Linked DNA regions of Pan troglodytes: region 2 is linked to region 1. Evidence: chromatin contacts called from public Hi-C data. All regions are on one chromosome and are shown on one strand. Each heading gives the region's core, a stretch centred on a gene start, on an enhancer-like site or on the middle of the called end of the contact. The rest is flanking DNA. Distances are from core to core; before and after follow the strand shown.

Region 1 (5,896 bases), core at 1,407-3,906:
CCCCTTGTCCGGGAAGGGGCTGAGCTTCCCGACACTCTACCCTCCCCCTCTTGAAAATCCCCTGGAAAATCTGTTTGCAATGGGTGTTTCCGCGGCGTCCAGGTCTGGGCTGCCGGGGGAGGCCGAGCGGCTGCTGCAGCCTCCCTGCTGCCAGGGGCGTCGGACTCCGCTTCGCTCACTACGCCCAGGCCCCTCAGGGGCCCACGCTCAGGACTTCGGGGCCACACAGCAGGACCCGGTGCCCCGACGACGAGTTTGCGCAGGACCCGGGCTGGGCCAGCCGCGGAGCTGGGGAGGAAGGGGCGGGGGTCGGTGCAGCGGATCTTTTCTGTTGCTGCCTGTGCGGCGGCAGGAAGCGTCTTCAGGCTCCCCAAGACTACCTGAGGGGCCGCCCAAGCACTTCAGAAGCCCAAGGAGCCCCCGGCCACTCCCGCTCCTGGCCTTTTTGCCAACGACTTTGAAAGTGAAATGCACAAGCACCAGCAATTGACTTCCCTTCCGTGGTTATTTATTTTGTCTTTGTGGATGGTGGGCAGATGGGGAGAGAGGCCCCTACCTAACCTCGGTGGCTGGTCCCTAGAGCACCCCTGCCAGCCGGTGTGGGGAGGAGCTCAGGTCCGCGGGAGGGCGAATGGGCGCCAGGAGGTGGGACAGAATCCTGGGAAGGTACAGCGGACGCCCTGGAAGCTCCCCTGATGCCCCAGAGAGCCCTTCCTGGGAAACCTCCCGGGGGGTGCCCCATACCATCCCACCCGGCTGTCTTGGCCCCTCCCAGGGAGCCGCAGGAGAAACTAGCCCTACACCTGGGATTCCCAGAGCCTTCTGCTGGGGCTCCTGCCCCCGACTTCGGATAACCAGCGCCCCACAGGCCCCCGAGAAGGGCCGCTGGCCTGCTTATTTGATACTGCCCCCTCCCAGACAGGGGCTGGTCGAGCCCCTGGTTCTGCTGCCAGACTGAAGCCTTCCAGACGCCACCTCGGTTTGGGCCCCCGGGGCCCTCAGGGGCCCCAGGAGAGGAGAGCTGCTATCTAGCTCAGCCACAGTCTCGCTCCTGGTGGGGACCAGGCTGAAGGAGTGGACCCTGGAGAGGTCGGGAACCTTTTAACAGCCGTGGGCTGGAGGGTGGCTACTAAGTGTTCGGTCTGGGAAGAGGCATGACCCGCACCATCCCGGGGAAATAAACGACTTCTTAAGGGAATCTTCTCGCTGAGCGGGTGCTCTGGGCCAGGAGATTGCCACCGCCAGCCCACGGAACCCAGATTTGGGCTCTGCCTTGAGCGGGCCGCCTGTGGCTTCCCGGGTCGCTCCCCCGACTCAGAAAGCTCTCAAGTTGGTATCGTTTTCCCGGCCCTCGGAGGTGGATTGCAGATCACCGAGAGGGGATTTACCAGCAACCACTACAGAATCTACCCGGGCTTTAACAAGCGCTCATTTCTCTCCCTTGTCCTTAGAAAAACTTCGCGCTGGCGTTGATCATATCGTACTTGTAGCGGCAGCTTAGGGGCAGCGGAACTGGTGGGGTTGTGCGTGCAGGGGGAGGCTGTGAGGCAGCCCTGCACTCCGCCCCTCCACCCTTCTGGAGGAGTGGCTTTGTTTCTAAGGGTGCCCCCCCAACCTCCGGGTCCCCACTTCAATGTTTCTGCTCTTTGTCCCACCGCCCGTGAAAGCTCGGCTTTCATTTGGTCGGCGAAGCCTCCGACGTCCCCGAGTCCCACCCTAGCGGGCCGCGCGGCACTGCAGCCGGGGGTTCCTGCGGACTGGCCCGACAGGGTGCGCGGACGGGGACGCGGGCCCCGAGCACCGCGACGCCAGGGTCCTTTGGCAGGGCCCAAGCACCCCTCGGGGCCACACCGCCGCCCGCAGGGCCGCGCCTCCGCATTGCGGCACGCTGGGGTCGCAGGCGCCGAAGCGGGACGCGCTGTTTTCTACGACGTCCGTCCCTCCCAACGTCAGGGCAGCCACCTCAGGCCCGCCCGGAGAAGCCCACCCGGCCCCCGGCCCCCACTCAGTCGCGAGGCCCCGCCGGCCCGGAGATCTGCGCCCCCGGGATCCATATTTCAAATATGATCTTTGGAACCGCTTCCACCGCCCGCCGCCGCCGCCGCCGCGCTCACAACGGCCTCGGCGCACTGTGTTTTTATTTGGGTTTCGTTTGCTCAAGGTCGCCCCGCGGCTCTCCCGTGCCCCTGAGGTTCACCCCTTCACGCCAGCCCCTGCGTTTTCCTCTCGGGTGTCCCCGTCGCGCCCCCAAACCCAGCGGGGCCCACACACAGGGCAGATTTCTTTCTTCCTTTTTCCAACCAAGAGCTGCTGCAGCAAGGCAGGGAATGAAATAAAAATCGCTAGGCGGACCCCGAAGTGGTCGTCAGCCGAAGCGCAACTGCCCCCCTCCAACTCGCTCCCCTGCGCCCCTCCCCCTCGGCTACTCCTCTCCCAGCTCCCAGCCTCGCGGCGCGCCGAGGGTTAAGCGCGCGCGCGAGGTGGGGGTATTTGGCTTGGGAGGGGGGCGAGAAAAGGGGGCGCCGAGCGCCGCTGGCGGAGAAGCTGGGCTCGCTCTAGTTCCCTCTCCCCAACCCCGGAGCCGAGGGGCGGCCCGATCGGAAGGGCCCGGCGCGTCTCCGCCTCCCCGGCTGGCCTGCAGCCTGGCCTGGCCGCGGCCCGGAACCGCGAGGACGCTGCTTGGAGGCCGCGTCCTGCGTAGCCCGAGAGGGGGAGGGGGCGGAGGCTCCGGAGCCGCGGCCGCGCGTCGCCCGCCAGCCGATCGATCCCCAAAGGCGGGAGCGCGGTGAACCCCGCCGGACACCTGGGGGGTCCCGATGCCTCTGCAGGACTGAGGGGCGAACGGAGAGGGGCTCAGGGATCCTGTGGCCGTGGGATGGCGGCCGGCAGGGCCCAGCCGGACCGCAGCTTGGCCTGCACTGCGGGGCGGGTGGTAACACCTCGGGCATCCCCAAAATTCCATATTGTCTGCATGGGGCCCAGGCTTTGGACACTTCCGGAGCCGAGTCCGGTCGCAGTGCAACTTCATCCCTACCTGTCCAGCCCCCAACCCCACCCCCATCCCCGATGACGAGGTCGTGGGACGCGGTCACCCCAGTCTATCTGGTCGCCCCGCCCTCCTGAATCCTGGTAGAAATGTTCGGGTGTCCCCTCGACCCCACCTACGGGAAGATAACCCAGGTGTGCCCTAAAAGTCCCCTTCCCCAGCTTCTTCCAGAAGGCCGTTTACTGAAGTGGTCCCTGGGGATGGCCCCTGAGGACCTCCCCCAGCTCCCCCGGTCCCCCAACCCCAGGGATCCCCCTTGGCTCCTCGCCTGCCAGTCCCGGGTGCCCAGTCAGGGCCCGGGCAGGGGCGCAGAGGAGCGTGCACTCGCCACGCCCTCCCCTAGGGGGCGGGCTCCCCCTGGCCGGCCCGGCAGCCCCTCCGCGCCTCTCCCGCAGGGGGTAAGGAGGTCCGGACGCGGGCAAAGCGGGGGTCTCGCTGCAATGAGAGATGGACTGAAAAGCCCCGCACCCCCGCCTCCTGCACACCCCGTCCCCTCCCCCTCCCCACGGCGGCCGGGCTGCTGCTTTCGTAGCCAGAAACAACCCGCTCCAGGGGACTTTGAACCTTGGGAGCCCCTGCGCCCTGAGCACGGAACAGGCCCCAGGGGTGCGGGCTATTGTCCCCGACGCGGGCCTCGTGCTCGGGGCCCTTCCACTCCCAGCGGGAAGTCCACACGAGCAGCACACACATATCTTTTTATTTGAGAGTTTAAAAGGAAATCTGAGGTCCAGAGGATCACAGAGCCTCTTGTTCTGCTATCAAAGGACCAATAAGAAGCAAACTGATATTACAGGGCAAATGTGCCCAGGCAGCCCAGCCTGCTCCCCTTAGGAATGAGTGTCCCTGGAGGGGGAGAGCCTGGAACCAAAGCCCCGCCAGGAACTGCTTCCCCTAAACTGAGGTTCACTGAAAAAAATGTTCGCCTGGCTGATAAAAGCCGCCTCCTAACAGAGCCCAGACACTTCTGTGCTTCCCCTGGGTTGCTAATTGAGGACACTAAAGCCCTAAGAGATACCCCACGTCGGGGGAAGGGGCCCCAATACCTAGACCTCCGGTGACGACCATGCCCTTGAGAGGATGGGAGCTGAATTGGAGCACGAGATTATTTATCATCGCTGGATGAAGCTCCAGCTAGAGCTCAGTATTTCCTCTTTTTCTGGGCTCAGACAGACACAGACTGGAAGGAATCCTGTCGGTGTGGCTGTGGGAGTGTTCAGTTGATAAAGGGCATGTGTGGTGCAGGGGTGGGGCCAGCCCTGTGCTCTTCTGGGTGGGGCCCCTCTCCATCAGGCCCAGGAGGCTCTGTGCAGGGCCCATGAAAATGTTCTAGTAAAAAAGAATTGTTTATTTAAAAAATTGTGGTAAAATACATATAACATGAAACGAACCATTTTAACCAATTTTCAGGCTCAATTCAGTGGCATATGCACATTCATGTTGTAGCGGGACCATCACAACTGCTAGAACTTTTTCATCTTCCCAAACTGAAACTCTGTCTTCATTAAACACCAGCTCCCTCTCTTAGACCCTGGCAGCCTCCATTCTACCTTCTGTCTCTATGAATTTGACTACTCTGGGGACCTCATATGAGTGAACTCACACAGAATTTGTCCATTGTGACTGGCTTATTTCACTCAGCACAATGTCATCAAGGTTCATCCATGCCGTAGCAGGAGTCAGAAGTTCCATCCTTTCTCTTTTTTCTTTTTTTGTTTTTTGAGGTGGAGTTTTGCTCGTTGCCCAGGCTGGAGTGCAATGGTGCGATCTCAGCTCACTGAAACTTCTGCCTCCCGGGTTCAAACGATTCTCCTGCCTCAGCCTCCTGGGTAGCTGGGATTACAGGCATGCGCCACTACGCCCAGCTAATTTTGAATTTTTAGTAGAGATGGGGTTTCTCCATGTTGGTCAGGCTGATCTCGAACTCCCAACCTCAGGTGATCCGCCCGCCTCAGCCTCCCAAAGTGCTGGGATTACACGCGTGAGCCACCATGCCCGGCCCACCCATCCTTTTTCTTTAAGCCAATATCTCCGGGGAATTTCCATTCTTTTAAAGGCTGAAAAATATTCCATTGTGTGTATATATAATTTATTTTAAAATCAGAAGAAACTGGCTGGGCGCAGTGGCTCATGCCTTTAATCCCAGCACTTTGGGACACCGAAGCCGGTTGATTGCTTGAGCTCATCCATGAGTTGAACTCATCCTTGAGTTCAAGGCCAGCCTGGGCAACATGAGGAAACCCCCATCTCTAAACAAAATATGAAAATTAGCTGGGCATGGTGGTGCACACCTGTAGTCCCAGCTGCTTGGGAGGCTGAGGTGGAAGGATCTCTTGAGCCCAAGAGGTGGAGGTTGCAGGGAGCCGAAATCATGCCACTGCATGTCCAGCCTGGTGACAGGACCAAACCCTGTCTCAAAAAAACAGACTATTTTTTTTTAATTTTTATTTATTTATTTTTGAGATGGAGTCTCGCTCTGTCGCCTAGGCTAGAGTGCAGTGACATGATCTCTCCTCTCTGCAACCTCCCCCTCTTGGGTTCAAGCAATTCTCCTGCCTCAGGCCCCCAAGTAGCTGGGACTACAGGCATGCGCCACCCTGCCCAGCTGATTTTTGTATTTTTAGTAAAGACAGGATTTTGCCATGTTGGCCAGCCTGGTCTCGAACTCCTGACCTCAAGTGATCTGCCCACCTTGGCCTCCCAAAGTGCTAGGATTACAGGTGTGAGCCACTGCGCCCAGCCAAAACCCAGAATATTTTAATATATAATATTAATGTGTTCATTCCAACAAAGCTATAAAATGTAATTCTACTTATTTTATTTTATTTTTTTGGGCATGGACTTTCATTCTTG
Region 2 (5,896 bases), core at 2,182-4,681, 150 kb after region 1:
AACTGAAACATTTTCCTTTTGTCGACTGTAGAGAGCTATGAGTCAGGTCCAAGCTCCACTGGGCGTGTGCCCAAGGGGCAGAGGGGGCAGGAACCGGACGGAGGCTGCCCAATCATAAGACCACGGCTGAAAGTCAAACGCGCCCAGAGTCCACAGTCGACCACCTCCCGCTCGGCAAGCCAGGGTCCTGGTGAACGCACGTGCCTGCGTTCTGTACCAAACAATTGTCAACACACACCAGCAACTTAACAAATCAACTCCAACAAAGGGGGAAAAATTAACATTAAGGGCAAAAAGACTTTTTCTGGAGGGTCCTATGCACCAGATGTTGGCTCTTTAATCGGCAGTCCACCTCAAAGCAAAACTTAGAAGGCCCCTGCTTGTTTTATCAGTTAGAGCCACAGAAAATCGAAGTCCAACCCTGCTAAGCATGGTGCTGTGTAGCCCGGCCAGCCCCGTGGAAGTCCTCAGCCTGGTCCCGTCTTCTGGGCTCTGCTGGGCTGGACGGTGCCACCCTCCCCAACCCACACCTGCCCGCCGGCCCCAGGCCCTCCCTCAGGACCCAGCACCTTCAGTCCTCCTGCCGAGGAGAAGCCTTTCATCAGTAAAAGAGAAAACGGCTTCTCCAGAGGAAGTTTCTTAACTTGAAAAAACACCATGATTAGGGAAACTCCTCCATCGTCCAAGATACAAACACAAACTCCCAAACACCTGTCAATCCTTCTCAGGGCTCCACATGGCCCAAAGGACACCCCAAATGTGGAGGACCACTCAAGACCCTCAAATGCAGCACCGTGTGCCCCCTGAACAGGGATCCCCACATTCGATGAAAACAAAATTGGCCAGCGCAGGAACTTTTGCCCATGACTTAAGCACAGCAAAGTCCCCAAAGCCAGAATCCCTCCCAGGACCTGCCCGACGGGTTTTATCACTGGACGCATCAAAGCCCCTCTCACTGGTGGTTGGTTCAGCACAGCCCTGGGCTTCGGGCCTGCCCTGCTCTGACAGCTCCCACACTGTGGCCTTGATCGGGCCCTTTTCCACTCTGTGCCTGCTTTGAGTAACAGGCTCCCACAAAAACACTGTGCTGGGGTATTTCCAGGATGAAAAGCTACGGTTTGCTTTGCCTGCCATGGACAGAGTCATAAATACGAGTTGTAGTTGCCTCTTCCCAACAGTCTGGCATGGCAAACCGGCCTTGTGGAGTTCGGAATTGTTCTAGATACTGCTCATGTATTCTCCAGCAGCTCTAGCTGGTTCTGCCCAGATACCTGGCAATGCCAAAGGCCGAGAGGCCAAGACACTACAATCTTTGTTCAAATACACGAACATCCTCAAATACACGAATGTCCTCTCTGCACAAGCAGAGCAGCCTCAGCATCGGCCCTCGCAAGTCCCACCAGAGAACGGTATTGAAAAGATGACTGGGGTCAAGGGGTGGGGAGAGGGACCCACTGTACCCTCATGGCCACTCTAGCGCCAGCCCTTCTGTAATGACCCCCTCTGGATTCCCAAAAGTCAGCCAAGGGGTCCCCACCCTCCTGGGGTGGCTGGGGTGTTGCTGCCCACCCCCAGGGGCAGGCCTGTGTGCAGCATCCATGCCCAGAAACCTGTGCTCAGATTTCCCAGTTCCCAGAAGACAACAGGGAGAGTCTATTTTTCTAAGCTCACTAGGCAAAGTGTTACTTCCTGATCTAATCTTGCCAGGCTCTGGAAGCTTCCGTCAAGGTTTTCCCACACTCCATGTCAGGTCTCTGACATGAACCAGCTTTCAGAGTCTAACGACTAGATTTGACTTTCAGCTGCTCGGACGGAGGCTTCAACTCAGCCTGAACAAGCCGTGTGGACAGCAGCCGTAGCTCTCACAAGGCGTGTGCAGTGACGGGTCTCGGGCGCCCAGCCAGCGAGGGCCCGGTTCCAGGTGGTGGGAGCCCACGCCCCCGGCCAGCACTCTGGCCACAGCGCAGCACCTGCCCCATGAGAGCCTCCTGTTACAGCCCGGGCAGAGGTGAGCCTGGGCAGCCACCTCCCACATGATTTCCCAATGCTTGAAGTTCACGACCAGTTGTTGGGGTGGGGACAACCTACACAGGCTTACAGACCTAATCCAAGAAGTCAGTTCTGAAAAGGCTGGGAAAACGTGCACCAGTCTCACAGTCCCAGTCACCTTAAAAGATCTTAACTGATTTTTCCTTCTCTCTGTTTATTGTGGTAAAATGTCCATAACATAAAATTCACCACCTTAACCGTTTTCAACGTCGAGCTCAGTGGCATCATACCATTCCTATTTTTGTGCAACCATCACACCACCCATCTCCAGAACTCTCCTTCTTCCCAAACTGAAGCTCTGTCTCCATGAAACGCCAGCTCCCCAACGTCCCCTCCCTCAGCCCCTGGCACCCCAATCTTTCCCTCTCTGAGCCTGACAACTCCAGGGGCCGCACACAAGTGGAATCACACAGATTTGGCCCCTTGTGTCTGGCTCATTTCACTCGGCGTAACGTCCTCAACTCATCCGTGTTGCGGCGCGTGTCAGAATTGCCTTCCCAAGGCTGAACGTTCCACTGGGTGTGTGTGGAACGTGTGTGTGAACACACCGCGTTTCTCTAGTCACCCGTCGGGGGAACTTGGACGCTTCCACCATGGGCTACTGTGGACGGTGCTGCTATGGGCAGGGGTGGACATGTATCTGAGCTCCTTCTCTTTATTTCTGACACTTCTATATAACCATGAATCATCTATGAAATAACTTTGACAAGCAAGAGGTTCACAAAGTAAATTCCAGACAAGGCCGCCCTGGAGACCCAGCTGGGCTGTCCCGGGGGGGATCCCTGCGTCCACACCGGGAGAGCAGGAATGACACAAGGCAGGCTGCATCTGGCTGTGTCAGGCCTCCCACCCATCCCATCAGCCAGGCATCTCTGCTTTGGGGCCAGAGGTCAAACGTGTCTGGGTTCCGTGTAGTCTCAGGGGAGGCTGAGGCTGACGCGACGTGGGGTGGGGTGAGGTTGTGCTGGAGGCTCTCCACCTCTCCACCCACCAGACATCCAGAGAAGAGGCGGAAAGTCAGCAGGGAAGGCAGAAGGCTGCTAAAAGTGGACAGGATGCAGGAGTGGCGTCTGGCTGACCCTGACCAGGGGGACCTGGCCCAAGTGAGTGTGCACCCCAGCCCGGCCCTCAGAACTGCTTGCAGGCACTTGCTAGTTAATATCCACCTGATTTAGGATTCACCAAAATCTGCTTGGAAGGAGGCAGGGAGGCAAGAGGGAGGTCAGGTGGGGAGGCGCGCCTGCAGTGCTGCCCTCCAGCCACAGGCAGGTGGGGGTGGGGCGGGGCGGGGAGGGGAGGGGGAGGGCGGGGTGTGCACCGCAGGCAGCGGCCAGCCCTGGGCTGATCTAGGGGAAGCCTGCCATCTGCTGGGCACCGGGATCCCTCCTGGAGCAGGAGTGCCACCTCCACGCAGATGGAGTTTGCAAGGGGCGGTGCCGCCATCTTCACAGAGGCTCCGGGCAGCTGGCGGGGGTGGGGGGATGGTTGGGGGGGCCGTGTTGGCCAAGCCCCATTCTGGGGTGGGAGAAAACGAGCAACACTCTGCAAAGGGCCGGGGGCCTGGTGGCCCCCCCATCCTCGCCAGACCTCAATGTCCTGCGTACAAGCCTGTCCCCGGCCGTGGCCACCGGCTGGCTTGTGTGCTCCGCCTGCCGGGAAGCGCTTTCCCCCTCGTGGACCCTACAAAGACGCCTCTCTGCAGGCTCCCCTCATGCTGCGGGCACACAATGCGTCCTTTCACCCGGGGTGGGTCTGGCGGAGGCGGCCCCTCCCGGGGGTGCCCCCCGCTGGGCTCCTGACCCCACACTCCGCTGCTGTTCTTGGCCTGTGTAGACCCGTCCCTTTCAACCGCTGTCAGGAAACTGTGTGGACGAGGAATCCCTGCTGGTCGCGCTGAAGGCGCACGCCCGAGACCATCTCTCTGCGTCTCCTAGAAGGGGAAACCGTGACCCACATCAAACTGTGGCCGTTGGAAAGGTGAACACACGGAGCCTGGGGCCGGTGGGGCCAGGGGGTGGGGTATCCTTGCACCCGATGTCACTTGACACCCGTCCCGGCAGCCCGCCAGGCTCGGAGAGAGACCGTAGCTACCAAAAATAATCCTCCCAGTGTTTAAATATTTACAGAAGCAAGACAGATCCTGATGCCTTTACAATCTACTGGAGTCTGCCCTAACCGCCAGTCCGAGGCTCCCAGGAGAGGCCATAGCGACCACCCACCCGGTTTTCGGGGTCCCAGGTCGCCTCTCCTCTCCCTGTCCCTGTCTGATATATATCGCAGGGCTCCTCCTCCGGTGACCACATATCAGCCACTAGCCCTCTCCCTCCTTCCAGAACATTCCCACTTCCAACTCTTTGCTCTCACATCACCCCAGCCCCAGCACCTACCTTGAGACAGCTCTTTCTGCTCCAGAGCCCCTCGGGGAAAGCCTGCTTTCTCTGCAGAGCCTGCACCTCATTTTGGGAACCAGTGAACAAAATGTAACAGGAGGCATTTGTCCATGTAACCCCATTGTCCATGTAACCCCTGGGGCTGGTCTCGACCCCACTCCCCTCCTGGGGACACGAGGGTGAGACGGTACAGTACCAGGCCAACACCAGTCCCAGCGGATGGCACAGAGATGGGCACTGCTCTCAGGGCCTGTCCAGATGCTACTTCTCATGACAGTCTATGGGGTGGGGAGCACTAGCGCCAGCCCCATTGTGCAGAGGGGAAACTGAGGCAATGAGGGTAATAACCCACCAGCACACAGCCAGGCAGAGCTGGGATGTGGCCAAGGACTTGGCTCCAGGCTCCCACACTTAAAGATCATCTCTGTCACCACCTGGGGGTAATAAGGTCAGGGATATGCCCCAGGCCACCTGCTTCCACCAGCCAGTCCCTTTCAAAGGGCGGAGGTTTCCAGAAGTGTGGCTGAGTGTCTGTCTGTTCTTGATGGTGAGGGAACCTTACTTTCAGGTCCCCAAAGCAGATTCCCTGAGGCCAGGAGGCACTTAGGTGGACGGGCACCAGGAGCCCTGTGTCCTCTGCCTTGCAGGTGTTTAGGGAACATTGTTTAGACTGGAAGGAAGAGCCACGTGAAAATGCCCTTTCTGTTTACTCTGCTAGGAAGGATATGAAGCCAAACAGAACCAGCTACGGGAGTCTTTCGACCGCAAGACAAAAGGTCCTTTGCCCCCACTACCTGCAACTTTTAGGGAAGATTTCATCAGGTGTTGGGTTACATTGCAACAGCCAGGCGTGGGTCCCCAGAGGTACGGTGTGAGCTCCCCGACTCACCGGGAGACAGGCGCTGCCACATCACTGCCTCTGGGCGCCCGTGACCTCATGCTCAGAGCTCTCAGAAGCTCACGTGGCCTGTGGGGCCCCTGCCAGGGCTGTTGATGCAAGAGCTGGGGCTCGGGAGCCTCCCAGGGGCAGCTCTGTGTATTCAGAGCAGCTCAGGCCCTCGAGAGCACCAGGAGCCCCCAGCCCCCGTGCAACCACCGGCCGGGGTTGCGTCAAGGCCTCCCGGAGCAGCTGTCATGGTTTGTGAGCTGCGGTGGAAAAGGCTGACAAGTTTCATTTCCCTGACCTTGGACAGCCCTCCTGATGCAGGGAGCGCCCATCCCTGGGGAGCACTGCCTCTCCAGGAGCCTGAACTTCCTTCTTTTTGGTTCAGGAGGTTTGAGGCACTTATTTCCTCCCTGTCCTGACAGTTTTACTAGAAAGGTCAGCTTTTTAAAGAGCTGTCAGTCCTTCGGAAGACAGTCAACAACAGCATGGTTTAAGACAGCCCACCAGATGCACTGGCTCCGCCCACATCTCTTTAGAATCCAGCTCCCTTGGGGGACATACCTGGCTGCTG

Evidence for each region. A called contact is a pair of places that touch in the nucleus more often than the background predicts.
Region 2: a contact with region 1 is called in a Hi-C map of stem cell-derived neural progenitor cells, with 6 times the contacts expected there. The contact joins two enhancer-like sites. A contact is called at or near these places in 2 of 7 Hi-C or Micro-C datasets (induced pluripotent stem cells and stem cell-derived neural progenitor cells) and 1 of 1 datasets of contacts at active chromatin or transcription factors (stem cell-derived excitatory neurons).

What each region holds. Positions count from the first base shown.
Region 1 is chr19:92,861,810-92,867,705 of NHGRI_mPanTro3-v2.0_pri, forward strand. No RefSeq gene overlaps it. Among named protein-coding and RNA genes, the nearest start is that of CBX4, 5.1 kb to the left of the region's middle. Within about 2 kb of position 2,657, at least 10 of the 24 cell types and tissues checked have an H3K27ac peak or open chromatin away from gene starts, as enhancers often do. A contact at or near this core is called in stem cell-derived neural progenitor cells, where this site is marked.
Region 2 is chr19:93,011,075-93,016,970 of NHGRI_mPanTro3-v2.0_pri, forward strand. All of the region lies in intron 3 of TBC1D16 (TBC1 domain family member 16), which reads right to left. Among named protein-coding and RNA genes, the nearest start is that of TBC1D16, 45 kb to the right of the region's middle. Within about 2 kb of position 3,432, at least 10 of the 24 cell types and tissues checked have an H3K27ac peak or open chromatin away from gene starts, as enhancers often do. A contact at or near this core is called in stem cell-derived neural progenitor cells, where this site is marked.